7 separate regions of the Mus musculus genome follow, and all the other regions are linked to region 1. A link is a contact called in public Hi-C, HiCAR-type and promoter capture Hi-C data. All regions are on one chromosome and are shown on one strand. Each heading gives the region's core, a stretch centred on a gene start, on an enhancer-like site or on the middle of the called end of the contact. The rest is flanking DNA. Distances are from core to core; before and after follow the strand shown.

Region 1 (3,792 bases), core at 822-3,321:
GACTCCTCTTCCAATTGTAGATATTAGAAAATCTAAATATTGACCCAAATAAAATTCATCAACTAAATTATATATATATAAAATACATGCTGGATTTCCAAGACCTAATAGGAAAAATGATAAAATATATTACTAAAATTAATTTAATCTGGCTTTTATATTTTAATGTGGTTGCTAACATTCTTTAAATTATGATGGGCATAGGTGGCTCACCCAGCACTGCACAGGCAGAGACAGACAGATCTCTGTGAGTTCAAGACCAACCTAATCTACATAGTAAGTTACAGGCTACATAGTAAGACCTTCTCTAAAAAAATTTTTTAAGATTACATATGTAGATAGCACTTTATTTATTTGGCAAGCACTTATTCAAACATGTAAAAATAGTTACACAACCATTAAGTCACAACATAAATTGAATTCAGGGGCTGGAGAGATGGTCAGCGGTTTAAGAGCACTGACTGAATTCAAAATCCAGCAACCACATGGTGGCTCACAACCATCTGTAATATCTGATGTCCTCTTCCGGTGTGTCTGAAGACAGCTACAGTATACTTACATATAATAAATAAATAAATCTTTAATAAATAAATAAATTTAATTTAGTTTCTTCTCAAGAGTTTTAAGAGAGTTAAGAGGAAAACTATAAATGAACTGGCATTTTTCATAAATACCTACGAGTGAAATATAGCTGAAACTAGGTTGGAGCTTGAAGCCAGAGAAGATGAAGAATCAAGAAAAGATGGCAAAGAGATAATAGTAGCTTTGGCTCAGCAGAAGAAATTGGGAGAAAGAGCAGTGAATATCTTAAAAAACACTGGCTAGCAGGGATGGAGGGGGGCTCTGTTTTGAGACAGGATCTCTCTATTCTGTAACCCCAGATTAGCCTGGAACTCCATGTATAGAGTAGAATGGCCTAAATTCAGCGCTCTCCTCCTGCTCCTCCCTCCTAAGAGTTGAGATTAAAGACATGTGCCACCACACCCAGTTAAACTAACCCTTTTTATTCCCCATTTGGGGGGGGGGGTTCGAGACAGGGTTTCTCTGTAGACCAGACTGGCCTCAAACTCAGAAATCAGCCTGCCTCTGCCTCCCAAGTGCTGGGATTAAAGGTACATGCCACCACTGCCCGGCCTATTCGCTTATTTATTAAGATCCTTCCCTTGTTTATTCCAAGCACAAGAAACTATTTAATACTCTTCTATAATGAAATCATGAGCTAAAATGTTTTTGAATTCTATAATTTCATTATTTAGGTTTAATAGAATTCTTTTGATTTTATTTAAATCAAACCTAGCAGTTCCTTTTCATTGTGCTCCTAAAGAAATATAAGTACATTAAGAAATATATATAAGCCAGGTGCCCAAGCATATGCCAATAACTGCAGCAGTCAGAAGGCTGAGGTCGGGAGTTTCAAGTCAACCTGGGATACAGAATATCTCAAGAAATAAACAGGGTCTGCAAAAAGTTGCCTGGCTCCAACGCTGTCTATCTGAGTTCGAGCCCTACGACCTTCAGAGTAGGAGAAAACTGATTCCCACAAGATGTCCCCTGCCCTCCATTTGCCACACCATCGCTCGCATGTATCCATATACAAATATGTAACGCAACAAATAAAAATAATAATCCGTGCATTATTACCATAACTTCAGAATTCACTGATTATGTCTATTTAAACTAGTCACAACGACATCACCAGTGTGACTTGCACAAACTGGCTGGGACAACACAAAACGACTGTAAAGCTGATAAAAGATTGAATTATCCCCCAAGAAGCTTAAGTGGCCGAAGAGGCAAGGCACCGCCCATAGAATTCGTCACCAGAGGCCCCGCCCATAGAGGCGTGGTTTCGCCTCACCACCACCACTCCCCGCTCCGGCGCGGGTCTGTGAGGAGCTCAGTTTGGACACCTTAGCGGCAGATGCCGCGTTCCCGAAGGCGCTCGGTCACCTACGGCTGACACAACAACAACCTCAGGACTATCAGTCTTTCCAAAGAAGGACGCATCAGAGCCGCCAGGCGGGCGGAGCTCGCGTGGGACACGCCCTACTGGTAGTGCTTCCGGGACAGGGGGCGGGGCCTCCGGAAGTGGCCGGTCGCGGTCTGAAGCTCGTTGTTTCAGCGGCGGACAGCAGAGGAGAAGCTGGTCTCCGGCAGCTCCGCTGGGTGTGAGGTGTGGTAACCTCTGTAAGGCTGGAAGCCGGGACTGCGATCTGCCGAGCGGCGGGGTGAGAAGCGCCTGCTTTCAGAGCTCACCATGTCGCGGGGCTCCATCGAGATTCCCCTCCGGGATACTGACGAGGTGGGTGCCGAGTGTGCAGCGGGGGAGGGCTATGAACTTGGACGATCCCAGCGCCGATTTTGCTCCGCTTGGTTTTTGGAGGGGAGAGCCGCAGCCGAGCTTCTCGGCCCAGGCACCACTCAGCTGGTCACCTTTCTGGCCGCAAGGACTTCGGGAAAGTTCGCCTGCAGCCTGCTCCTTGTTGACAGTCGGCTGTCTTCCGAGGCGCAGGGGTGTGAGCGCCGAGTAAACCTCACCTCTTACAGAGGGGAGTCAGTGCCCCAGGGGCTACCTGCTGCTCCAACTTGGGATTTGTTTATTTTTTTAAATCTCCCTGGGTATCTGAGAGACGGCTCTTAATGCCATGGAAGAAAAGTCTGTCAAGGCACACTATTAACACAGCTCTCTGGGCGAGATAAGGGGCCCGAGATTTAGCCGCTCCTGTGTGCTGATGGCAACGACCCACTTTCATCCATGGCGTGTGGTTTGTCCGAATAAAGCTCCAGCGTTGCCTCAGTCAGACTAGATTTTACACACTTTTATTTTCGATCGAGGTAGAATTCATTTCTAAAATATGGTGGTCTTGGGTACATTCCAGAATATTTTTCTTCTAATTGTTGGTGCCCACATTTTAGGCATGTATGTGACCCACGATACTGCCTCCGTGATTTAAGTGACCGTTGGTATTCAACTTTGCCTGTCCTCTGGGATAGAGTTTCTCAAGCTCTCAGACCTATGGCATCAGTGTTTCGTTGGCCTATGGGTTGTACAAGGTTTCATTTTGGTTTTGAGTAAGCAAGTCGTTGAGAATTTTATAGTTTTAGCGATGTGAAGAACGACCAACAGGATTTGCCTGCTTTTCTATGCTTTGACCAAACCAGACTACAACCTGTTTGCCATGTGTTTCCTAAATAGGAACATGTATTAATTAGTTCACTCCATTGAAAGTGAGTACATACCCTTTGTGTATGGGCATTGATGAGTATTCAAAACACGCAGAAGAGAGAAATTGTGAATTTAAAAAGGAAACGAAACGTTTATTCTGTGTTTTAGGTCATTGAACTTGACTTCGATCAGTTACCGGAGGGAGACGAAGTCATCAGCATTCTGAAGCAGGAGCACACACAACTGCACATATGGATTGCCTTGGCGGTCAGTATTCCTAGAGCAGATTTTTCTGTTGACTAAAAAAACATAGGATTTTGGTTCTCAAGTACAGTAATAGCCCACAGGATTAAATCTGTTGTGCATGATTAAATCATCTGTATGAAAATTAGTAGCAGCAGAGGCAGGTCGATCTCTGAGTTTGAGGTCAACCTGGTCTACTTCCAGGACTGTGATGGCACGTACTCACGAACAATGGTTATATTCTCATTTATGGAACAGTAAGGTCAGTTTCCCAACTACAACTCTACTGGTAAATTAATGTCTGTTGATAAAGGTGAGAGATTCATTTAAGGTAAATAGTTCTCTATATTGAGGTTTTAATTACTTCGTGGTAATTCAATGAA
Region 2 (3,792 bases), core at 707-3,206, 1.7 Mb after region 1:
TTTTCTTTTTTTGTCTCCCTTCTCCTCTTCCAGAGAGGATCCAATTCTTTAGTTCAGGATTTCCTCAAACTCTCACCAATCCTCCTGCCTCAGCCTCCTGAATGCTGGGATTATATTGCTACTGTGTCCGGCTCCAGCTGAACAGGCTTCCTTGGAGAAAAGGTTTTTAGCATACATATCAAAGAATATGTGTTTTGATGGAAATAAGCTGTAGAACGTACAGGCCGAGGAGTTATAGCATATCATGATTAGCTTTGGAAGTTTGGCCAAGGATTCTTAGCTTAGTAGAAATGAGAGAACACCAAATTGTCAGGAGCAACTGGAGTCTGAAGGGTAACTGGCCTGTCATGGGCAAGATAAATACTGGTTTAGAAATGTACCCACTGGTAGGCTCGCCCTGCTACCAGACATAAAAATCTCTTATTTATTTATGTTTACAAATGTTTTACCTGCACGTGTACACCATGTTTGTGCCTGGTGCTCCTGGAACTGGAGTTACAGACTGTTGAAAGCGACCATGTGGGGAACCTGACAGGAGCCTGGTCCTCTGCAGAGCAGCAAGTGCTTTTAACTGCTTCTGGCGTTTTCTGCCCTCTGTCTTATTCGCTGGTGTTAATGGAAGGCTATCTGGAAAAGAGACATACACCTGCCAGAGTTTTAAAGGGAAAAATCGTCGTGTATTTTCTAATACTCTGCTCGGGTGTGTGAAGTTCTTACTGTCAACCTGTCACATTACTGCATAGTAACTGGAAATAATACACATTTGTACCTGATTGCGGTGGACATCTACACAGGTGAGAAATTATAGAATGTATAGAATTAAAAAAATACACAGTGATGTGTACAAGTTGATCTGGAAAATCTGCTCGAAAATTAATACCCTGGCTGGGATATAATTTTGGTTGACAGGCGTGGGGAAGAGCTGAGTGAAGCGAACAAAGAATGTCTCTGTATTACTTTTTACAACGGCATGGGAGTCTTCAATTCTCTTGACGTATAATTTTAAAAATGCATTAGAGAAAGATATTTCTGCCTTTAAAACGCACTGGTAATCGTTGTTTCCGATCAAACGCGCTCAGTGAGTCCCATTGGCTTTCCTGAGTTATGCACACTCCAGGAATCCTCGGGCACAAAACAGGCGCCATTAGTTTGTTCTGAAGCCAGAGCTGAAAGAAGGAAGTCCCGGTGCGGGAAGGGCCGGCTCCTTTCTGGGAAACTACGGACTGCTACCGGCCCAAACTGCCAGCATGTCTGTCCCAGCCTCCGTTAACTTTACCGGAGTTTCTCAAGTACTGAGGCGCCGTCCACTCCAAAAAGAGTTCAAACCTTTTATGATTGATTCTCACTTTCTCCATAAAGGGACGGCACAAAGCTGCTTTTTGCAGCCAGGCAAGACTTTATTTATTTTATTTAACCGGGTGCAGGATTTCTGTAGACTCAACTCGCAGCACGAGTGAGCTTCACTTCTAGAAAGACAGGGCAGGAGGCGGGCGAGGACTCCGTGACGCTCCAACCCGGAGTTCGCAAAGCCCAGAATTTGCGCGAGCACCCCGAACTTGGGTAAAGCGAAACGGCTAGAGGAGGAGTGGCGGGCTGGGGAAGCCGCCCACTCCGGCCTCAGTTTCCTGAAGAGCAACCTCCCTTCCAGCCTGGGAGCGTCGTTGCCTGTGCAAACCAGGAGGGGGTAAACTGAGGCACAGCAGGCGGAGGGCGCACACCCGGCATTCCTAGTATCCGGCCGCCCCGCCTCGGACCGCACAAAGCCCTGAGCCCCCGCCATCGCGCGCGGCTCGCTCCCCCGTGGGCGCCAAGTCCCGCCCCACGCGTCCCGCCCCACACCATGACGTCACCGCGGCGGCAGGCCCCGCCCCATCCAGGACCCGGCGGCATGACGTCACCGAGGCCCCACCCCTCCGGAGCGAGTTCGGTCCTGGCGTTCATTTCATTCCTGTCCTCATTCCGCACATTCTTCGCATCGCTCGCGCCGCGCCGCGCCGCCCGAGCCGAGCCGAGCCTCCGCGGCCCCGCCGCCCGCCGCGGGCGCCCCCCAGCACTTCGCACACTCGCTTCCAGCTCGCGGGGAGTCCGCGCGCCGGGGCCCGGGCCCGGGGCGGCCGCGGCGGGGCGCAGGCCATGCGCTGACCCCCCAGCGCGCAGCGTCGCCGGAGCGCGGGCAGCTGCCCCGGCGCGCCCTGCCCGTCCCGGGAGCCGGCGAGGCCGGGTTGGGGCTGCCCGGCGCGGGAGTACCGCAGGGAGTACCGGCTGGAGTAACGCGGGGGCGGCGGCCCAGCGCCCCGAAGTTTGCCGCGCCCGCTCGGGCTGCCGTGGTAAGTTGCGCGCGGGGCGGACTCGGGGGCGCGGGCTGTCTAGGCGTCACCGCGATCGGCGCTTTGTGTGCGGCTCCAAGAGGGGAGCGGCCCCGCCGCCCTGCAAGTTGGGCCGCAACCCTGCGCGGCAACAGGCGGCCCCGCTCGCCTTTCTGCGCGCCCCTCTCTCCAGCGTCCCTCTCCCGCGCACCTCGCTCCTTGCCTGGGAAGCGCCGAGTTTGGCGCGATCGCGGGTGGGAGAGCGTTCGGCGCGCAGCTTAGAGCCTGCAGCCCGGTGACTCCCCCGGCGCCCGGCCCCTTCGGGGTCCGCGCCGATCCGGGCTCCTCCTCCCGGGAGATGAAAGAGGGCTCTCTCGCTCTTGCCGCCTCTCCAGAGCTGCCGCCGCCGCCGCCGCCGCTCCAGTGCACATTCAAGTGGAAAATTTTCAGGAGTCAGCAGAAACATTGTGTCCAAAAAAGACTGAGTCGCACTTACCACCAAACCCGGGAGTAGACTCTCCCTGGAAAACTTCCCCTCGGTAGGAAATACTGGGGGATTTGTTTGTTTATTGGAGGAGATACGATCCCCAGGAGGACCCCAAAAAAAATCTGGGGACACTTTTAGCCTTTGTTCGCGAAAGCACCACTTGTTTTCAAAGTCTAGAGGCCCGTTTGAAAGAAAGTTCAACTTCTAGGAGTTTCCTTTTTCTTTTTTAATGCATTTTTTAAAATAATCAAAGCTACATTTTAAGAAGTGGGGCTCACACTTCACTTATCTTCTTCCCGTGAAAATAAAAGCCAGACTAATTTTCCTCGGTCTTAATCGTCTTCCTTTTTAAAGATTTATTTTAAGTTGAATGGTGTCACCCGTATAAAAATATTTATGAAACAATGAAATACCAGCCACCAGCGTTTCTCAGGAGGCTTGTTAAGTTCTTAGAAGCTGTCTGTGATTTACAGAAATGCAAATTGATCTCAGCGCTGGAAACTTACAGACAGATATTCCAGGAATCGGTAGTGTAGAAAGGCCGGGGTTTTAAAATAGCGCCATTTGAAAGGAGCCGAGGTCCTTGGAACAAAAAGGTCTGTAAATACGATCATATTTCAAAATAGTGAATGGAAAATATTTCAATTCCTACAGATAATGCCAAGTAACAGAATCGCAGTCTCCTTTACGCCCTGTGGCCTGGATTCGTTGTTAGTTTAGGTGGTCTGGTGGCTTAGAGTGTGCCGAGTGCCTGCAGGTGGTTCCCCGGGTGGACAGATCCTTCCCGTTAGGGAGACTCGATCTACCCGGAGCCAAGGGGTAGCTTGTCTGTGCAAGCCTGAGCTCTTGGGTGGGGGCTAATCTGCCTTGAGACTGAGGCTGGGAATAGTCCTCAGGCTGTACAGACTGTGCCAGGGGCTTCCGCCTTTCAGCGGAGTCTGCGCTTTTCTGTGAATAGCAGGATCTTTGGGCCCAAGCGCATCTGAATGCTTATAAGGG
Region 3 (3,792 bases), core at 873-3,372, 1.3 Mb before region 1:
CATAGAAAATGAAGGGCTAGGGATATAGCTCAGTAGTAAAGCTACTTGACTAGTATGCAAAGGGCCCTGAGCATTTTAATCCCCAACAACGAAAAACTGAAAAAGAAAATGAAAAACAGAATATACTGTGATGGTATATTATATATTATTAAGTACATTGTATACATTTATATATTATTATATATTAATATATCATATTATTTGTATAATATATAATTATTACAAACCGTATATCTAATAAAGGGGGCCTATATTCAGAATTTGAACTCTTATTGCCCAATAATAATTTTTAAAAACCACAGACAAACCATATTAAAAAACAGACAAAGGATTTGACCAGGTATTTCAGCAAAGGGCACATAGGAACAGCTAGAAATAACAAGAAACGGTCTACAGCAGTACCGGTCACTATGGAAATCCTAACTGAAGCCCCAGAGACTGTCACTTCATACTCACACCAGCAGGAGAAGGACTGCAACACAAAAAGGCAACAAACGCTAGAGTGGACACGGAAAAGCGGCCAGTTGTGGGAATATAAAACTGTGCAGCAACTTTGAATAACAGCCTGGCAGTTTCATATCATGTAAATATAAATTTATAATACTCTCAAAATTTTTACTTCAAAGTTTCTGCTCAAGAGAAATGAAAATATTTAGTCTTAGAATGCATTATCAGAATAGGCCTCCAGGATGGAAATAGTTCCAAGTGATGAATAAACAAAATACAGTATATTCATATAATGGAATATTATTTATCCATAAAAAGGGATGACAATGTACTATATACTATAACTCAGACAAGCCTCAAAGTAATCTAAATGAAAGAGACCGGTCCAAAGGGCCACATACCATATGATTTTATTTGTATGAATCGCCAGAAAAAGGCAAATTTATGGGGATGTCAATCAGAATAGAGGCTACCTAGATCCTGAAGTTGAAGTGAGAATCATTCATCAATAAGAACTAGACTACTTTTTACTCATTTTTTATGTGTGTGAATGTAGTACATGTGTGCCAAAGAAAGTGTATGGAGGTCTGAGGACAACTTTTGGGAGTCCGTTCTCACCTTCTGCCATGTGTAAGGCAGGGTCTTGCTTGTTGCTACTGCTAGACTATATAATTCAAGGTGTCTAGTCCAGGAGTTCTAGCCAATTTCCTGTCCTCACCTCTTATGTCACTGTTGCAGGGTAGGGCTGACAGATGCACACTACAGATCCTGGCTTCTGGCATGGATTTCAAGGAATCTCAGGTAGCTAGGTTTGTGGGCAAATGTTTCTCTATTCACACTACTTAAGGACTGAGAATTCCTTTGTGTCCTGTGAGGGACCCACCCCGCACTGAGCAATGTTCCTTAAAGTGGAACTTTCTCCCCATTCACGCCCTGCTGCTCACCAGGGGGTGTCACTCCCGCTGAGACCCAGGGCTTTCACCATAGCCCCATGGTGTTCTGAAAGGTATCTGATCCATTTCTTACTTTAAAAAGTGATACGATTGATGCTTGAATGGTAGGTCCAGATCCCAGGACCAAAGAGACTGAAAGCCAGCCTGGTCTACATAGTGAGGGTTTGCACAGTGAGACTGTCAAAAACAAACAAACAAATAAACCTCCAACAAAATTGTGTGAATCTGTTCTTCCAAGGGAGGAATGAGGAAGCTGCAGGAAGGGAATGACGGGATTCCCCACTCACCACTCCACTACATCCTCTACCAACCTGCCAAGAAATACCTGCCATCCCCTGGAGTCTTACCAGTCCCCTCACCCACAGTTCCAAGACCTCCGTCTGGCCTCCATCCCCAGCCTTGAGAGTTCTTCTGACAGAATGCCCTTTCCCCAGCACTACCTCCTCAGTCGCGTTGGTCCGCTAGCCTCATCACCTCCTCACACAAAAGTGGTTCTGGAGTGGCGAGACCCCTGAATACGGTCCGCATGCACCTACTCTCACAAATGTTTTTAGCGCAACGAGTCACGGGATCCACACTGACCTGTCGCGGCAAGAAAGTCCTCGAACGACAACAAGCGCCCGCTTCGCGTCTGAAGCTGATTAAGGCTGGGCCCACGTGCCCCTCGACCCGGCCCCGCCCACACCGGCTCCGCCCATCGCCAGGCCCCGCCCACGGCGCGCAGCAGTTAGCTTGGCAACTGGCGCGAAAGAAGGGCCGCGGGAACACGGAAGGCGTGTCCGTGTGAGCGCTATGCGCGTGCGCCCGGAGAAGCAGGCCGGGTGAGGGGCTGTACCCAGGGTCTGAGAGGCGGAAGTGCAAGGGGCAGGGGTCCTGCCTGCTAGTTCCTCCCCACTTGGATTGCGCGATGCAGGCGAAGGGGGAGTTGGGGTCGCGGGGAAGTTGCCGCCCGGATCCGGGCCTAGTTGACTTGTCTGTGTATGTGTCCAGGGAGACATGGAATACTGTCTGGCGGCCGCGGCGCTGAACGGAGTGGACCGGCGCTCGCTCCAGCGCTCTGCTCGGCTGGGGAGGGAAGTATTGGAGCGCGCCAAGAGGAGGGCAGTGGACTGGCATTCTCCAGAGCGATCCAGAGGCAACGTGGGGGTCCTTTACCGCCAGGGCCCCTACCAGGAAAGATGGTCGGTCCCTGGTTCCCAGCGCCTCCTAGGAGAGGTGAGGCCGGGAGCTGGGGGACTGTCTAGTCATTCTCCGCCGCCACTGGGCGGGAGGAAGCCTCCCATGTCCAGAAGATGTAACGCATTGGAGCAAAAGTGGAAACGTTGTTTGGAAACTGCTTTTGACACGGTCTCGTATAGCCCAGGCTGGCCTTGAACTCTTGCCTACGATTTAGGTACTAGTATTAAAGAGGTTGTGTACAAGCACGGTGTGACCCAATTCTTTTTGAATAACAAAAGAATAGTAGTATTCTGCTTACTTATAACATAAAATTTCTTACCGGGTGTGGTGGTGCACACCATTAATCTCAGCATCCAGGAGGCAGAAGCAGACAGATCTCTTGAGTTCGAGATTAGCCTGTTCTACATAGCAAGTTTCAAGCCATCGTGTGTTACCTAGTGAAACCCTGTCTAAAGTAAATAAATACAATTCTTAGTGTGGTGCCAGAACTTGGGAGGTCGGGGCTAAGGATCAAGTACAAAGTCTTCCTAGTGTACATGTGATCTTGTCTCAAAAAATCATAAACAACAATAACAGTTCTTTCCCATTACTCAATAGTGAGTAAAGCCAGCCAACCAGTTATTTTAGTTCCTGGATAAATTGCACATCTAGTTTACAGAGTTGGATTTTTTTTTTTTTTTCTCAGCAAGATCCTTCTTACCAGTTTCAGCTTGCAGAAGCTTTCCTAAAAGTGAAAAAGGGCTATTTCTCAAATGATGTCCTTCTCCAGTAGGGGATTTGTAGGTCTCACCTATGACTTGCCATTTATTACAACAGAGAGAAGAAAGGTGCCCAACCCTTAGCTCTTCCTTCGGAGCAATGGCTGAATTCATGGACTATACTTCAAGTCAGTGTGGGGTAAGTTGGTGTGATCTGGACTTGGGAAGAATCAGTCATCTCTCCCAGGACCTATAGTCCTTCATGGGAGCAGATTATAATCAGTTACGTAAGCCAGGTGGTAATGCAAGCACATTGACGCATTTCCTAAGTCTAGCTGTTGAGGATAAACAAAGCACAAATGTTCTCCCGCCTCTTCTGAGTTTTCAGTCATGTGAAGGAGTATTGCGCTTCTTTGCTGAATCCCACAGTTACTTGATTTGAGGGTGTTTCCTTTTTCCTTTGAAATGAAGTGAAAATCTCCAGGATCACACCTGAATTGTTTTGTTTTCAAAAT
Region 4 (3,792 bases), core at 655-3,154, 1.1 Mb after region 1:
CTGTTCACTGCAATAGCTAGTTCCATTCAGATCCAAATCCCCATCTCACTAGGTGCCAAGGACGGCTAGCCTAATATGCTGATCAAGAAGATTCAGGCCACTTTCAACATGGTTGGAGGCCATTTTAGGAAACAGAGCAGGGTGCCATGCAAAGTGTTGGCCCCTGGAAGATGAGGAACCAAAGTTTGGCTCTCATCTGCCAAACTTTTTGGGACTTCGGCTATTCTCACAGGAAACTGAGGTCGGGCTGCTAAATGATTGACCACGGTCCACCTACTGTTGAGTGGCAGAGAATCTGAACCTTGGTCTCCAAAACCCACTGGGTGTAGGTGAATAGGGTTGCTGTGAACACCCTCATGCCCTCCCTTCTGACCACTCACTATGGCATGGTCTTAGGACTTACTTTAGTCCTCCTTCGCTGCCCCACAACACATTTAAGGGAGCCAGACAGATTGCCAGCAGAGCTCAAGATTCTTTTCCGCATGACTAGCGTCCTGACTGTTTCTTGGGGAAGATGGTACAGGCTCAATGCCCAAGGGACACGTTGGAACTTGAAGCTGTCTGCAGCTGCCCCAGCCTCTGCAAACCCATTGCGCTGAGACACCCGAGTGGCCCCAACCTCAGCTCAGCTCCAACAGGGGACAGCCAGCTGCGACACAGTGGCTCCTGCTCCTTAGGAAGAATTCCACCAAACCTCCCTTGCTGGACAGGGATGCATTCAGACTTTCGGCAGGCAGACAGAACCGGCTGAGAGTAAGAATCACCCAGCGCTGCACTCAGGGCACTCCACGTCTGCTGTCAGGCCTTTTTTCCAGCTCTGCACAAAGCCAAGTCTTTGGCCAGTGCTGCAACCATCGCTAGAAATATCCCCCCCACCCCACCCCCGCCAAGCCCCCGGCCCACTCCCTTTCTCATTCTCGCACTTTCAGAGCCAGGCGCCCTCAGGGTGCACCCACCTCCTCCACGGCACTGCGCAGTTTGTGCTGAGTGTCTTCCATCAGCTCCTCCACCTCTCGAAACATCTCATTGAGCGTAGCTTCCTCCTGAGGGTAGTTGAGAGCTGGGCCCGGCTCCGCCGGAGTCCAAGTGACCGTCGGGGAAGGAGCAGGAGCAGTGGGGACCGCCGCCGCCAGCAGTGTACACAGCAAAATACCCCCGAGCCGCTGCATGTTTGTTCCGCGCTGGCCGCCGCCTGTGTGTCCCGGAAAGCTATCAAAGACTGCAGGACCACCCCTCTTGCCCGTCCCGCCCCGCCCCGCTGCTCTGCCCGCCCCCAGATGGAGCGATACCCAGCCCCCTCCCAGACTCAATCCCTGCTGGAAACAGTGGTGACCACTACTCCTCTCCAGCCTGGGTGCCCTCTGCACTCTAAGCCCCCAAACCCCGTTCTAGTACCCAGGAAGAGCTCCACTTGACACGCTTATGGAAACCCCAGCTCCGGAACCAAGGAACTCAAGTCTTCTACTCTTAATAGCAGACCACTTGCCCGAATCAGGAGACATTATCTGGACTACGGGTTCGAGTCCCGTCCCTTCCTTTACTATTTCCCCATCAATTCTATTACTGGGATCTCTTGGACCCTGACACAGGCTCAAGCCTCTCCTAGCCCCAAGCAGAGATCAGCAGAGCCCTCCTCCCAGTTCATCCTCCTCCCATCGCGATGCAAATGCATGGAGCCCCCCATCTCTAACTAAGGGAGACCCAGCTGGGCTATCTCCACGACGATGACCACCGCTCACCCAATTCGAATGAACAAAGCTGAGCTGCAAGCTGGATCTGGTCACGACCGGTAGCTGGGCTGCCACAGAGCAGCTGGAGAGGCACTGTGTGCGGCTAGGATGCAAAAGCGCCTGTATCCAGAAAGCCTGCAGCCTGCGCCCCCCCAGTCCACCACGCCTCCGCCCGGCGGGAGGGGCGGTCGCACAGCCAATCGCTCTCCAGGCCGTCTGCGACCTCAGCTCACTCCAGCCTCTAAATCCTGGGAGGGCCAGTCTGCAGGAATCTATCCTCTTCCTGGCAGCCCCCTACCTCCGCGATAGCCCAGGCTTCTACTACATTTTACAGCCTTCTTGAGTCTCACCTTGCTAGCTCTAAGCCTGCCTCTGCCTTGGACGCAGTCCTAAGGGATGGAATCCCAGCCCCTCAGCCATTACAAGGTAGTCTAGACAGTACCCAGCCAGGAAAATCCACTTTTGGCCATGAGAATGGGTCAACAGAATGTCAGCAAGTCCCTAGACAGGCGACATAGCAAAGTAGCTAGGATGGACACCAACAGTCCCAGTACTGCCAAACTAGTATGGTCTGTAACGTAGCTTGATGTATGCTGCAGGCTACAGCTGTACATGTAATTCCTACTTAATACGCACGATTCATGAAGAGGGGTCAGGGCTTGAAAATGGGCTGTGTACCTGAGATAGCAACCTGGTCTATTGACAGTTATCTCTTCAGTGCCTAGAAAAGGGGTACTAAAAAATTAAATTAAATTAAAAATTTTTTTAAAAAGTGTTTCCGAAAACCCTTCTCCCACTTCTTTATCTATCCTGATTCTTCCTCATCAGTTTCCCTGACATCTCTCTCTCCCCTCCCCTCCCCTCCCCTCCCCTCCCCTCCCCTCCCCTCCCCCCTCTCCGCATCTCCTGATCTTTTTCTCATTTCTTCCCTGTGCTGGCTAATTTTTTGTCAACTTGACACAAACTAGAGCCACGTGGGGAAAAAACACCTCAGCTGAGAAACTGCCTCCATTGGTTTGGTCTGTCCGTTGCAGCATTTTCTTAACTGCTAATTGATGTAGGCGATCCCAGCCACTAGGGGTGATACCACCAACAGGCAGTTGAGCCAAGGCTGTGTAAGAAAAGTGGCTGAGCAAGCCAGAAGAGCAAAAGACAGTGACCTTCCTCCATTGGCTCTACCTCACGTCCTGAGCTCCAGGCCTGGCTTCCTTGATGCTGGAGTATAAACCTGTAAGACGCAATGAACCCTTTCCTCCCTGAGTGGCTTTTAATCATGATCTTTATCACAGCAACAGAAAGCCAAACTGGAACATGCCTCATCTGTCCTCTGGGGTAGCTAGCACAGGTCACAGACTCACTGGAGTCTCTTCACCAGCCCCTCCCCTGCCACCCACGAGGAACCAGGAGCTTGGTTGTATCTGCAGGGCTCCAGGCCTACACACCTGATCCCTGAGAAACGAAGTGGGGTGGGGTGGTTAGAGCAATAGCTGCTGGTACAGCACTACGGTGACGTGGATAGTGACAAGCATTATCCATTTATTTATTTATTTATTTATTTAGTTAGTTAGTTAGTTAATTAGTTATTTATTTAATTTATTTATTAAGTTTTACTCATTGAATTCTCAGCAGCCTTTTAAGGTTTAAGCCTTTTGGTCTCAAACAAGAACCCTTCCTTAAGATCTCAAACTAACAAGGAGTTAGATGGGGATTTGAACCCAGTAAGCCACCTCCAGAGCTTCTACTACCTTTGAACACGATACTCCTTTGCTACACTTCGGCTGGGAAGTATCTGAGGTGTCTGGGAGCAGAAGATGAGCAATTTCCCTGGGAAAACATAGAAAATAAGTGTCTGCGATGGTGACTGCTGTGTCATGTCCATACACCTGAGTCCACAGCAGTGGCCGCTGAGAGGAGGCATCCCTGAGGCCTTCTTCCTACTAGGCAACTGCTTGCCATTGATTCGAGATGTCCGTCCTGTTCTGTAGGCAGAGAATGGGAATGAAGACTCAGAAAGGCCAGGCTACCACTCAGTGACGTAGACCTGCCTCTGGCCAAGATGGGA
Region 5 (3,792 bases), core at 815-3,314, 1.1 Mb before region 1:
TTTTTAACCCTTCTCAACAGGTTAGTTTGTTTTTCTTTTGTCTTTTTCGCCAGGGTCTCACTATGAAGGCCAGTCGGGCCTTAAACTTGTGGCAATCTTCCTGCCTCTGCCTCCCAAACGCTGGGATAACAGATGTACACCAGTGACCACGTTACTGTTTTTTAAAAACCTCCAGAGAGGCTGCTGTGGTGCAGCATGCCACCAAAGAAGTTTTGGACCGATATCATCCCTGCTGTCCTTCTGGGCCTCATTTCCCTCTCACATCCCATCCACCACCAATACCTGGAACTGCAATCCAACAACTACATCATCCACAATTCTAAAGTTAATCCTTATGAACCAGATGGCAACATCTGTCTGTACTTTGAGCTTGGACTACTCAGGCTAGAACAAAGGCTTAGCTAGGATCAGCCCATTCCTACTTCAGGGTGTTGTATAAGGCATCAGTTTCTCATAGTTTTAAAAGACAATCCAGCTTTATCATCTGAAGTGTGCACTCTTTTTTTTCCCCATAAGAAACAGTGGAATTCACCAGGCAGTAGTGTTGCACTCCTTTAATCCCAGCACCCAAGAGTCAGAGGCAGGCAAATCTCTGACTTTGAGGCCACACTGGCCTACAGAGTGTGTTTTAATACAACTAGAGCTACACCAAGAAACCAGTGGGGGGTTGGAGAGATAAGGAGGAGAAAGAGGAAGACAAGGAGGAGGAGGAGGAAGAAGAAGAATCGGAGGAGAAACAAACAAACAAACTGGAGTGACAAAAAAAAAAAAATCCAAGACTGGATGATCACTTTCAATAGAGAAACTGTACGGTGTTCAATGACTACCACATCGTGACAGAAAGGGGGAGAGGAGTTTCCCTCATCGAATCAGCATGACATAACTTTAAAGTCTAACACGACAAGCCTCCAACCACTGAAACCTGCTTACTGGCCACCCAAAAACTTTTCAAAACTGTTGCAACTCCAATGTGGGCGCGCAGGAATTCACCGGGGATTTTATAATTCTTACACCTTCAAGCAATGGGTGCCAAATCTCATCAGGGCCTCACTGTCACTCCCCCATCACTTCCTCTTCGAAAGATAACTTGAGAGGCATCACAACACTGCACAACCTGTCCAACTGGGACGCGCTGCCTTCATTCACAAATGACCCTCGCCTGGTAAAGGACATTAACTTAAAAAACAAACAACAACAACAACAACAACAAAAGCATGGCCCTGGGTACAAGTTCTTTTCTAGCGCCAAGAGAGAACCCGTTCTTGGTGTAACCCGGTTCAATTTGTCACTTCACGTCCGATCAAGAGGGGCAGAACTGTGAAGGAAAAGCCCGGGCCTGGCCTGCTCAGGAGTGAGTTATAACGGTTTTGAGGAACTGGTCTCGCCGGCTTCTTGGGAAGAGGCCAAATAAACTCATCAAGTTTTTGTTTTGCTCTTTTGAAAAGTCTGGGTGGGACTAACTCTCACTAGGAAGTGGGCTAACTTCTTTCCTCCCAAAAGGGTGCTAGAAGGCAAGCTTCCCTTCATTGTGGACTAAGCCCCTCGACCTCTGAGCGCACCCAGCGTCCGCGTCTCCCCAGGTTGCCGACGCGGCGACCACCGCGCGGGGGGCAGCAGGCCCGCGGGACCCGCGTCCCGTCTGCTCGCCCGACCCTCACTGGGCTCCCGGGACAAAGCGGGCCCCGCGGGCCCTAGCCCGGGCTCGCGCGCACTCACCCGACAGCTCGTCCGGCTCCAGCCCGGTCTCGGTGTCCAGCCCGCAGATGACAAAATAGTCGGCGAAGCGACTGGGCGCCGAGCCCCCTCCGCCGCCGCCGCCGCTCATGGCTCCGGGCCGAGCGGGGCAAGCCGCGCGGAGCCGAGCCCCCGCCCCCGGCCGCCCGCCCGCCCTCAGCCGCCGCTCCCTCCGCCGCCGCTACCGAGGCTCCGGCCGCCGCCCCCGGGCCTCGCCGGGTCCTAGCGGCCGCCGCTGCCGTGCCGGGGCAGGGGGGCGCCGGGCCACCCCGCGCCGCATCCTGGACGCTGTCCTCTGCACCGCGGCCTGAGCAAGCCTGAGGAAGGGCGGAGAGCGGCCGCCCGCCCCACCGCGGCCCCCCACCCGCCGCCACCGCGTGCGCACGCGCGGTCGGGGAGGGGCGGTCGTCGGGCGCAAAGGATGACGTGATGCTCTTTGGGCCCCGGGGGCCTGGGCTTCCAGAGCAGCCACCACAGAGTGGCCAGCGGTCAGCTGCTGGGATCCCGCGACTGCAGCCACCTCCACGCGACTGCGACACCCTTTAGAGAAATCGGATGCGGTGTGCGGAAAGAGTGGGCCATGGTGGCTCGTGCTGGCCGTGTCACCGGCATAAGAGCTGCAGGGCTGAACTGTGAAGCCCACCGAATCCTGCTCCTATACTGTCACCACAGAGCAGCTTCTCCTTGTCACCTCTCCTCAGTGTCAGCTTTCCCCAATAGATCTGAGGAAACTCTGTTCTTTGGAGAGAGTGGGTCAGCTTATCTTCTATTTACCTTTAATTTGCAGATAGGGAAACTGAGGCTCAAAAAATGCAAGAAACAACCCTACGCTTGAATCCTGCGCTAGCTCACTGCCCCGCACCCCACAAGCAGGGCTTCTTCCATGCACCAAACTCTCCCCCTTTCATGAAGCCCCAGAAGTCTCCCTCCCCCTTCACTTAGTTCTTTTCATGCTCACAGAATTCTCTGTCCATTCATCCATCTATCCATCACCCTTCATTCATTCATTCATTCATTCATTCATTCCTTTCTTCCTTCTAGTGAGAATTTGCTTGTAGAAGAGAAAGGGTGGCTGAACAGGTGAAACCTCCTGGTCCTTGTCTCTTGTCTAAAGAACAGACCCTCTGACTTCATTTTCTACAGAAGCTAGCCAGATGTGTCTTCTTTTGGTGGTTGGTTGGTTGATTGATTTGATTTGGTTTTTTTGGATAGGGTCTCACTTATAGACCTGTCTGACCCAGAACTTGCTATGTACCTGTATTACCCTGATGCAATACTCTTTCTTCTGCCTGCTCAGTGCTGGGCTTAAAGGCCTGCATCATCACACCAGGCTCAGGTGGGTCTGTACTGTAACATCAGAGGCCAAGGAAGAGAAACTGTAGTGGCTGCTAGCATGGGCTCTAGAAACAGTCCCCCAGTTTGAATTCTGACTTATAATGTACAATATGATATTGGCAACTTACTTATGTAATTTCTAGGTGCCAACAGGCATGATTTTTGTCAAAGTACAAAATAAATGCATGTATAGGTAAAGTGGTGAGGATTATACCCAGAACATAGAAGGCACTCCATAAATATTATATACATTGTCATTGTTGTTACAGAATAGTGTGCGCCAGGTTTGCTCTGGCAGGCAGCCAGCTAAGGACTATAGAAGGCAATTGGCTTCCCCAAGGGCTGAACCTGGGCTCTCTCCTGGGTTCTGTCCCAGTATTCCTCTCAAGTACTGGATCCCTTTGGGAGGTTGGTTGAGAGGTCACAGCCAACATCACTGGAAACCATAGCATCTGCTCCCTATATCTAACCTGAGCGGCTGGGAGAAATCAAGAGGACTGGGTAGCTTTACAAAGTCCATCTGAAGTGATGATACTATAACCCACATGCTTGGGACTCAGAGTCTGTGCAGGGGGCTCAGAGAGCTTAATAAAGCAAAGAAAAGAACGCCTTTTGGTGCTGGGTCACGGTCATGGAAGGCTTCTGGTGATTCTAAGGATCAAATGTGTGCCCACAATAAAGAGTGGAAAAGCCAGACATTTAGGCAGCACTGAGGAATGTACT
Region 6 (3,792 bases), core at 754-3,253, 1.0 Mb before region 1:
TCCCCTTAAAACTATACAGAGCCAAGAAATTTCAGGTTAGTGTACGAGACTAAAACAATTTATGAATGAGTCCCCGTATTCCTTAGTTACTTCGTTGGGTGTTTTTTGTTATTGTTTTGGGTTTTAGTTGGTTTGCTTTGAGACAGGGTTTCTCCTTGTAACATACCTGGCTGTCCTGATACTCTTGTAGACCAGGCTGACCTAGAACTCAATAGAGAGCCACCTTCCTCTGCCTCCAGAATAATAGAGGCAGGCCACCACTCCACAGAAGCTATGTTTAGGTGAACTGTTTTGTTTACACCCTTGCATCAACCAAGCAAATAACTATTCTCGTTTTAAAATTCAGATACTTTTTCTTTTTTGGTTATTTTGAGACAGGGTTTCTCTGTATAGCCCTGGCTGTTCTGGAACTCACTTTGTAGACCAGGCTGGCCTCGAACTCAGAAATCCCCTGGGATTAAAGGCGTGTGTGCCACCACGCCCAGCTCAGATACTTTTTAAAAGTTACAAATCCATCTCTGCAGGTGGTCTACTCCTTTAATCCAAGTACTTGAGAAAACTAAGGCTGGTGGATCTCTGAGTTCCAAATCAGCTTGACCTACAGAACCAAACAAGGTCTTTTAAAAAGTAGAAGGCAGGGAGGGGGCTGGTGAGATGGCTCAGTGGGTAAGAGCACCCGACTGCTCTTCCAAAGGTCCAGAGTTCAAATCCCAGCAACCACATGGTGGTTCACAAGCATCTGTAACGTGATCTGATACCCTCTTCTGGTGTGTCTGAAGACAGCTACTGTGTACTTACATGTAATAAATAAATTAAAAAAAAAAAAAGTACAAGGCGAAGGCCGTGCAGTGGTGGCACACGCCTTTAATCTCAGCACTTGAGAGGCAGAGGCAGACGATTTCTGAGTTCGAGGCCAGCCTGATCTACAGAGTGAGTTCCAGGACAGCCAGGGCTATACAGAGAAACCCTGTCTTGAAAGACCAAAAAAAAAAAAAACAAAAAAAACAAAAAAAAAAACAAGGCGGTAGTGTACGCCTGCACGCCTTGGATCCAAGTACTTGGGAGGCTGAAGGAAGCCATTCTTTGCCTTAGAGGCCAGTCTAATCTACAGAGCAAGGTCCTCCAATACAACCAGGGCTACTTAGCTTGAAAACAAATCAAACAATTTTTTTTTTTTAAGTTACAAACCAGGTTAAATGGAAACACAAGAGCTGAAAATGTTGTGTTTTTTTCGAGGCAGGGTTTTCTCTGTGTAACCTGGAACTTGTCTGTCTCCGGAGAACTGGATTAAAAGGACGCGCAACTACAACTACCACCGGCTAGAATCTGACACTTTCAAGTGGCACCTGGAAGGGCAAGTCTTTGCTCTTAATCACAACCTTAGTGTGGCTCTGTGACTCTACACAAGTCATGGAGCTGCATAGTCCTCAGTATGTTCATCTGTAAAACAATACAACGAAAGCTCAAGTCTCTCAAATACCTGTCTGGGTGGCCTGGATAACGAACCGGTCTATTTGGTGTCACAAGTCGGGGTCACCGCTTCCTTTGACTAAAGTCTATTGAGAAAAAACTAACTAGGAGGAGTCTAGCCCTCTGTCATGCTGGGTTCCCCGCCAAGTACAGGACTCTCTTGCTGAGATGCTTCGGTGCTGAAAGGTCCCTCTTTCCCTGCGACCTGCACCACGGGGTCCTAATCTTTAGGGCAGCCTCAGCCCCGTCCCGCAGGTCCACTCACCGTTCAGATGATCTTTGCTGCCAGGCGCGGCGGAACCCTGGGTCCTCACTGCCCGGTCCCCGGCTGGGGTCGAGTGCAACATTTCGGTGGGCGATCGATCAGCCACTCTGCCTTTCGCCATGGCTGCTGCGGGGGCCGCGAAGAGCTCCTACTGGTGCCGCGCCCCCTTGAATGACTAAAGCTCCTCCCGCAGCTTTCTTTCAACACCCAGGCGCGAGGCACAACTACTTCCGGCACGACCACCTCACCTGAGACGACCTCGAAAACTTGACACTCGGCGGAGCCTTCCAGAGATATCAGGTGAGGGCCCGCCCAGAACCGCCCACGAACCTCGCGCGCTCCCGCACGCCCAGTAACCGCGAGACAAGTCAGGGCCGACCCCGCCCCCTCCGGGGCCCCGCCCACCTCGCTGGTGTAGGGCGCATGAGCAATATCGCATTGGCAAGTCATGGGTCTGCGGCCTAAGGTCCGACTTCTCCGCGTAGCTTTCGTCACACGGAAGTGAGGCTCGAGTACTTCAGACTCTTTGTTCCGCCAACCGGAAGTGTCTGCGCGCGACTAGTTGGTGTTGGAGATTCCATTCGTTCCGCAGCAAATGGGTTACAAGCGCTGTGGAAGCTGGAAGCCTGTTCTTAAAATCGTGTAAAATTTAAAACATGAGACAAACGTACCTGAATCTCACAAAATTGAGACCTAGAAACAAAGAAGATCACAGAGTGACAGAAATTAGTTTAGAGTCCAAGGTTTTTCACTCACCTGTCCAAAGTAAATTCACCCTTACTCGCTATATTTTGGCGTTTCCTGAGCCAAGGCATAGCTTCTTGACAGTTTTTCTCCTTCTGCCCCTCATATCCAGCTTCTCACTGGTAAGTATATTAGAGTCACCTCTTCTTTAGGATTTTGCTTTGTCTTGTTCTTTTTTTTTTTTAAGATTTATTTATTATTATATCTAAGTACACTGTAGCTGTCTTCAGACAGACCAGAAGAGGGCATCAGATCTCATTACGGATGTTTGTGAGCCACCATGTGGTTGCTGGGATTTGAATTCAAGACTTCGGAAGGGCAGTCGGTGCTCTTAACCACTGAGCCATCTCTCCAGCCCTGTTTTGTTTTGTTCTTGCTGTCGATATAATCTTAGACCTTGGGCATACAAACCACACCATTCTGTTGCTGAGCGATGCCCCTATCCAATTGACATTTTTTTCGTTATCTTTTTTAAAAGCAGGTATCGAAGGTAATAGTGGGGAATTTCTTCGTGAAAGTAACTTAGCAGTGTATTTTAAAATTTGGACAAAAAGGGGGAGTGGGGAATTGGATTGTTCTTAAGCAGTAATTACACTTAGAAGAAATAATCTGATATCTAGAGAATTGGCAGCTCAGTGCGTAGAAGTATTTGTCTCTTAAACTTGACAGGCTTATTTCGGTCTCTGAGACCTAATAGCAGTAGGTGAGAACTAACTCTTGGAAGTTGTCCTCTGATTACTTTTTTTTGGGGGGGGGGGCGGTTTGAGACAGGGTTTCTCTGTGTAGCCCTGGCTGTCCTGCAACTCGCTCTGTAGACCAGGCTGTCAGGCTGACCTTGAACTCAGAAATTCCCCTGCCTCTGGCTCACAAATTCTGGGATTAAAGGCGTACGCCACCATAGCCTGGCGTCCTCTGATTTCAACATAACATTCAAGCACGCAGCAGTAAGTGTAGTGTTAATAAAATTAAAATTAAAAAGAAACAAAAAATCATTTTATAAAAAGTGAATACGTGACCGGGCATGGTGGTGCATACCTTTAATCCCAGCACTTGCTAGGCAGAGGCAGGTGAAATTCTGAGTTTGAGGCCAGCCTGGTCTACAGAGTGAGTTCTAGGACAGCCAGGGCTGTAGAGAAACCCTGTCTCGAAAAACCAAAAAAAAAAAAAAAAAAAGTGAACACCTGGGACTGGAGAAATGGCTCAGTGGTTAAGAGCTCTGACTGCTTTTCCAGAGGTCCTGAGTTCAATTCCCAGCAACCACATTGTGGCTTACAAATGAGATCTGATGCCCTCTTCCGGTGTGTCTCAACACA
Region 7 (3,792 bases), core at 548-3,047, 1.0 Mb before region 1:
TGAGTCTGAGTTTGGTTCCAGACCCTGTCTGGAAACAAAAACAAAACTATGAAGAATAAACACCATTGACAGAAACAAAATACCAGATGGAGCAAGAAAGTTTCAAGGGGGACAAAATGAGTAATCTGAGAATTGAGAAGACATCACTTCAGCCACTGCACACATTAGAACCATAAGAAGTAAATACAGTTTTGTTTTGAGGGTCTTTTTGTTTTTGTTTGTTTGTTTTTTTGAGACAGGGTATGCAGCCAGGCAGAACTTGATATGTATAGCAGGTTGGTTTTTAAACTCACAGAATTCTGACTACCTCTGCCTTCTAAGTGCAGGAATTTAAAGCAAAAAATCAAAATATTCTTTTTTTTTTTTTTTTTTTTTTTGGTTTTTCAAGACAGGGTTTCTCTGTGTAGCCCTGGCTGTCCTGGAACTCACTCTGTAGACCAGGCTAGCCTCGAACTCAGAAATTCACCTGCCTCTGCCTTCCAAGTGCTGGGATTAAAGGCATGCGCCACCACGCCCGGCCAAAATATTCTTATTTCATGAGAATTTATAATCAAGTATGGTAGTACAGCACTTGTGGGGTGGAGCAGGATTACAAATTTAAGGACAGTATGTTGTACACAGAGAACTGAATTCCTGCTTTCTTCAAGAACATAAGGTCCTAACCACTGAGTCATTTCTACAGCTCCCTGTTGCTCCTTTGTGAGACAGGTTCAAACATTGTAGCTCAGGCCTGCCTGAAGCTCAGTATATAGCTTCCCTTAGATTCTAATTGAAAATTGATTTGATTTCTAAAGGTAAAATGATTTGAGATGTATGACAGTAGTTCTCAATATTTTCACTGCTGCAATCCTTCAATATAGTTACTTATATTATGATGATTCCCAACCATGATAGTAGCATTTTCATTGCTACTTTATAACTGCAATTTTGCTACTGCTATGAATTATACTGTAAATATCTGATATGCAGAGGATAGCTGATATTCAACAAAGGGGTCACGATCCACAGACCCACAAGATGAGAACTACTGAATTAGAGGTTTAAATATCCATACACAGGGAGTTTTAATGGACATTATGCATTTATTCTGAATTTAGAAATAATTTATATAATGACGTAGCTGAGATTTGAACACTCATTAATAAGGCACAACTTCAATATATAGGATAAAGTCTTACAAAATGAGATTAATGAATCAAAGTGGAGCAGTTTTTATGGCATTTAGAAACTCATCTCAAATCATTGTTGAGAAAGTTCCATCTGGGAGGCTCAGGCAGTGGTATTGCAACAAGTTCAGGTCAAAAGCCTGTCTCAAAAAACAAAACAGAGCTGGGCGTGGTGGCGCATATCTTTAATCCCAGCACTCTCCCAGCACTTGGGAGGTAGAGGCAGGCGGATTTCTGAGTTCGAGGCCAGCCTGGTCTACAAAGTGAGTTCCAGGACAGCCAGAGCTATACAGAGAAACCCTGTCTCAAAAAACCAAAAAACAAAACAAAAACAAAACAGAAATTTCTTTTAATTATACAGTTAGTAACAACGTATTGCATCACACACTTCTTGAGATTCTCTAGGGATATCATATAAAATTTTGTAACTATTTTACTTTTCTCTTTGTGGCGTTTGAACGTTGTCCCTTTCACTGACTACAGTGGGAGCCAGCCACGTGGGCCGTGTCCGCGTTTGGGGACTACATTTCCCAGGGTGCTCCGCCGGAGACTTGACAGGAAGTGGCCGGAGCATCTCCCGCCTCCACGCCGAGGCGAGAAGGTTCTATCCGGGGCCTTGGCGCTTCTCTTTCCTTTCGCGCCGGTTGCCGCTGCGGAGCGCGGCCGGTCCATGTGCGCAGTGAGTGGCGCTATTTCTGCCTCAGTAGCACCGGTGTCCCGGGTCTGACCGACCGCGCGGCGATGGATCCCAACACCATCATCGAGGCCCTCCGGGGCACCATGGACCCAGCCCTGCGCGAGGCCGCTGAGCGCCAGCTCAATGAAGTAAGGACGGCCGGCTAGCGGCTGCTGCGGGCTTGTGGGCCGGCAGGCCAAGACTTCCAGGCCTGGCTGGAGACGCGGAGCACAGCTCCGACGAGCCCATTTGGAGAGGTTGGGCGGAGATCTGACCGCCGTGCCAGGCTCCACTGTGGGGACGCGGCGTCCAGGCCGCCACTCGGTCGGCTTCCGAGTGGGCCTCTGGCCCGGGTCTGGGCGTGTGGAGCCGGCCGAGCTAGGCGGGCGTGACGGTCTGGACACATGGCCGGCTCCCGTGGCCCGCCGCCCTCTGGCTGTCTCCCAGTTTGCTCTCGGGAGGGGGCGAGACAAACTGGGAGGGTGTAGAGATGTGTCCCAGACCAGTCTTTCCGGCGCCCGGTCGGCCGGGGTTCCTGGGGAGGCTAGCTAGTCCACTGGGGGCTGCGCCTGACAGCCTTGTGTGTGCTCTTGGCGGATCAGTGACCTGCCTGTCCGGTACAACTTTCTTCTCGCCGGCGAGGTGCTAGGGACAGATTTCAGATCTGGTAGGGCAGGGGTAGTGTGGGTTACACTGTGCGATCCCCGCTCTGGTACTGTCCTAGTACCACAGTTGGGAGGCGGGATGATGTAGTGGAACGGGTCAGATAAAGTGCGACCTTCTAGGTATAGCAGCCTCAATGATTTCTGGAGTGAGTGACCTTGGGCAAGTCTCACCTCCAGATCCTGAGTTGTACTCATTCATGAAATTAGGCCGTACGGTTGCTGTGATGGTCAAGTGAGATAATCTAGAGCCTATAGAGCTTTCATATGCAACATTAGTGGAGAGTTGGTTTCTCTTCCACGTGTTTTGGGCAGTGCCCCTTGGAAAACTGTTATATTGATATTCTATTGTACTGATTTCATCAGCGTTCTTTTTTTCTGAACTTGGCTATTTTATATATTAGTAAGAATTTAATAGGTTTATAAAAAGGCCTCTGTAAGGTCTCTTTGAGTCTCAGTGTTTTGGTGTGTGTGTGTTCATATACATATATATGTATACTGCATATACACAAATACTAAATTGTATATGCACGCTTTATACACACATATAAGTATCTTTTTTTTTTTTTAATGCAAAAAGAAACCCTTGTTTAAAGAAATCTTAGCCGAGCGGTGGTGGTGCACGCCTTTAATCCCGGCGCTTGGGAGGAAGAGGCAGGAGTATTTCTGAGTTCCAGGCCAGCCTGCTCTACAAAGTGAGTTCCAGGACAGCCAGAACTATACAGAGAAACCCTGTCTCTTAAAAAACAAAAAAGAAAAGAAAAGAAATCTTAAAGCATTGACTTAGAGGAAACATCAGGGAGACTATTAATTGAGCATCTCAAGTTTACCATGCAGTAAAGATAACCCTGCCTTCAAGGAATTTACAGTTATCCAAGACCACCCACAGTTCAAATAAATTATTTCACAATGAAAAGGTCATTTATATGTAAATGAGACCATGCTGAAGGATCATAGTATACTGAAATTTTTAGATCCAAAGTCACCTAGGCAAGAGCTTACTTTGGGATGTAAAATGGTAAAGTGAAACAAACTGTCTCTTTAAAATGTAATTAAATCATACAAGAAGTTAATGGATCAATTGTTCTGTTTTAGATGGATTTTCTGTACAATGAATATTATTCTGCTTATGGAATATTAATACATGTAATAAAAACAAGTATCATGTGGTTACACCTATAATCCCAGCACAATGAATGCTGAGGCGAGGCAGGAAGATAGATTGCTCAGGAGTTTCAGGCCAGCCTGGGCTGCAGAGTGAGACTGTTTCCTTTCCAGATACTAGAAA

What was found. Promoter capture Hi-C pulls out the DNA fragments that hold promoters and counts their contacts. Hi-C and Micro-C count contacts between places; a contact is called where the count stands out from the background. HiCAR-type assays count read pairs that join an accessible place to other places. Capture Hi-C pulls out chosen DNA fragments and counts their contacts.
Region 2: a contact with region 1 is called in a HiCAR-type map of astrocytes, with 3 times the contacts expected there. The contact joins the promoter of Tead1 here to the promoter of Ctr9 in region 1.
Region 3: a promoter capture Hi-C map of pre-B cells shows a contact between it and region 1, with 9 times the contacts expected there. The contact joins the promoter of Akip1 here to the promoter of Ctr9 in region 1. A contact is called at or near these places in 1 of 39 promoter capture datasets (pre-B cells) and 1 of 484 Hi-C or Micro-C datasets (pre-B cells).
Region 4: a promoter capture Hi-C map of embryonic stem cells shows a contact between it and region 1, with 3 times the contacts expected there. The contact joins the promoter of Dkk3 here to the promoter of Ctr9 in region 1. A contact is called at or near these places in 2 of 39 promoter capture datasets (the 3T3-L1 cell line and embryonic stem cells).
Region 5: a contact with region 1 is called in a promoter capture Hi-C map of liver, with 4 times the contacts expected there. The contact joins the promoter of Dennd5a here to the promoter of Ctr9 in region 1. A contact is called at or near these places in 1 of 39 promoter capture datasets (pre-B cells) and 2 of 9 other capture datasets (adipose tissue and liver).
Region 6: a promoter capture Hi-C map of pre-B cells shows a contact between it and region 1, with 9 times the contacts expected there. The contact joins the promoter of Tmem41b here to the promoter of Ctr9 in region 1. A contact is called at or near these places in 3 of 39 promoter capture datasets (hippocampal neurons, liver and pre-B cells), 2 of 115 datasets of contacts at active chromatin or transcription factors (large pre-B cells and pancreatic cancer cells) and 1 of 9 other capture datasets (liver).
Region 7: a Hi-C map of pre-pro-B cells shows a contact between it and region 1, with 4 times the contacts expected there. The contact joins the promoter of Ipo7 here to the promoter of Ctr9 in region 1. A contact is called at or near these places in 1 of 39 promoter capture datasets (hippocampal neurons), 1 of 484 Hi-C or Micro-C datasets (pre-pro-B cells) and 2 of 115 datasets of contacts at active chromatin or transcription factors (astrocytes and pro-B cells).

The regions. Positions count from the first base shown.
Region 1 is chr7:111,026,880-111,030,671 of GRCm38.p6, forward strand. Ctr9 (CTR9 homolog, Paf1/RNA polymerase II complex component) reads left to right here and starts at 2,072. Exons shown (of 25, transcript NM_009431.2): 1 at 2,072-2,302; 2 at 3,335-3,433. The coding sequence starts at 2,258.
Region 2 is chr7:112,677,400-112,681,191 of GRCm38.p6, forward strand. It overlaps Tead1 (TEA domain family member 1), which reads left to right and starts at 1,957. Exons shown (of 13, transcript NM_009346.4): 1 at 1,957-2,327.
Region 3 is chr7:109,701,556-109,705,347 of GRCm38.p6, forward strand. It overlaps Akip1 (A kinase (PRKA) interacting protein 1), which reads left to right and starts at 2,123. Exons shown (of 6, transcript NM_020616.2): 1 at 2,123-2,221; 2 at 2,391-2,615; 3 at 3,396-3,476. The coding sequence starts at 2,397. It also overlaps a transcript of Denn2b not described here.
Region 4 is chr7:112,157,227-112,161,018 of GRCm38.p6, forward strand. Dkk3 (dickkopf WNT signaling pathway inhibitor 3) reads right to left here and starts at 1,905. Exons shown (of 8, transcript NM_015814.3): 1 at 1,740-1,905; 2 at 957-1,192. The coding sequence starts at 1,169.
Region 5 is chr7:109,958,358-109,962,149 of GRCm38.p6, forward strand. Dennd5a (DENN/MADD domain containing 5A) reads right to left here and starts at 2,065. Exons shown (of 23, transcript NM_021494.1): 1 at 1,717-2,065. The coding sequence starts at 1,825.
Region 6 is chr7:109,984,227-109,988,018 of GRCm38.p6, forward strand. Tmem41b (transmembrane protein 41B) reads right to left here and starts at 2,004. Exons shown (of 7, transcript NM_153525.5): 1 at 1,736-2,004. The coding sequence starts at 1,856.
Region 7 is chr7:110,016,518-110,020,309 of GRCm38.p6, forward strand. Ipo7 (importin 7) reads left to right here and starts at 1,798. Exons shown (of 25, transcript NM_181517.5): 1 at 1,798-1,991. The coding sequence starts at 1,908.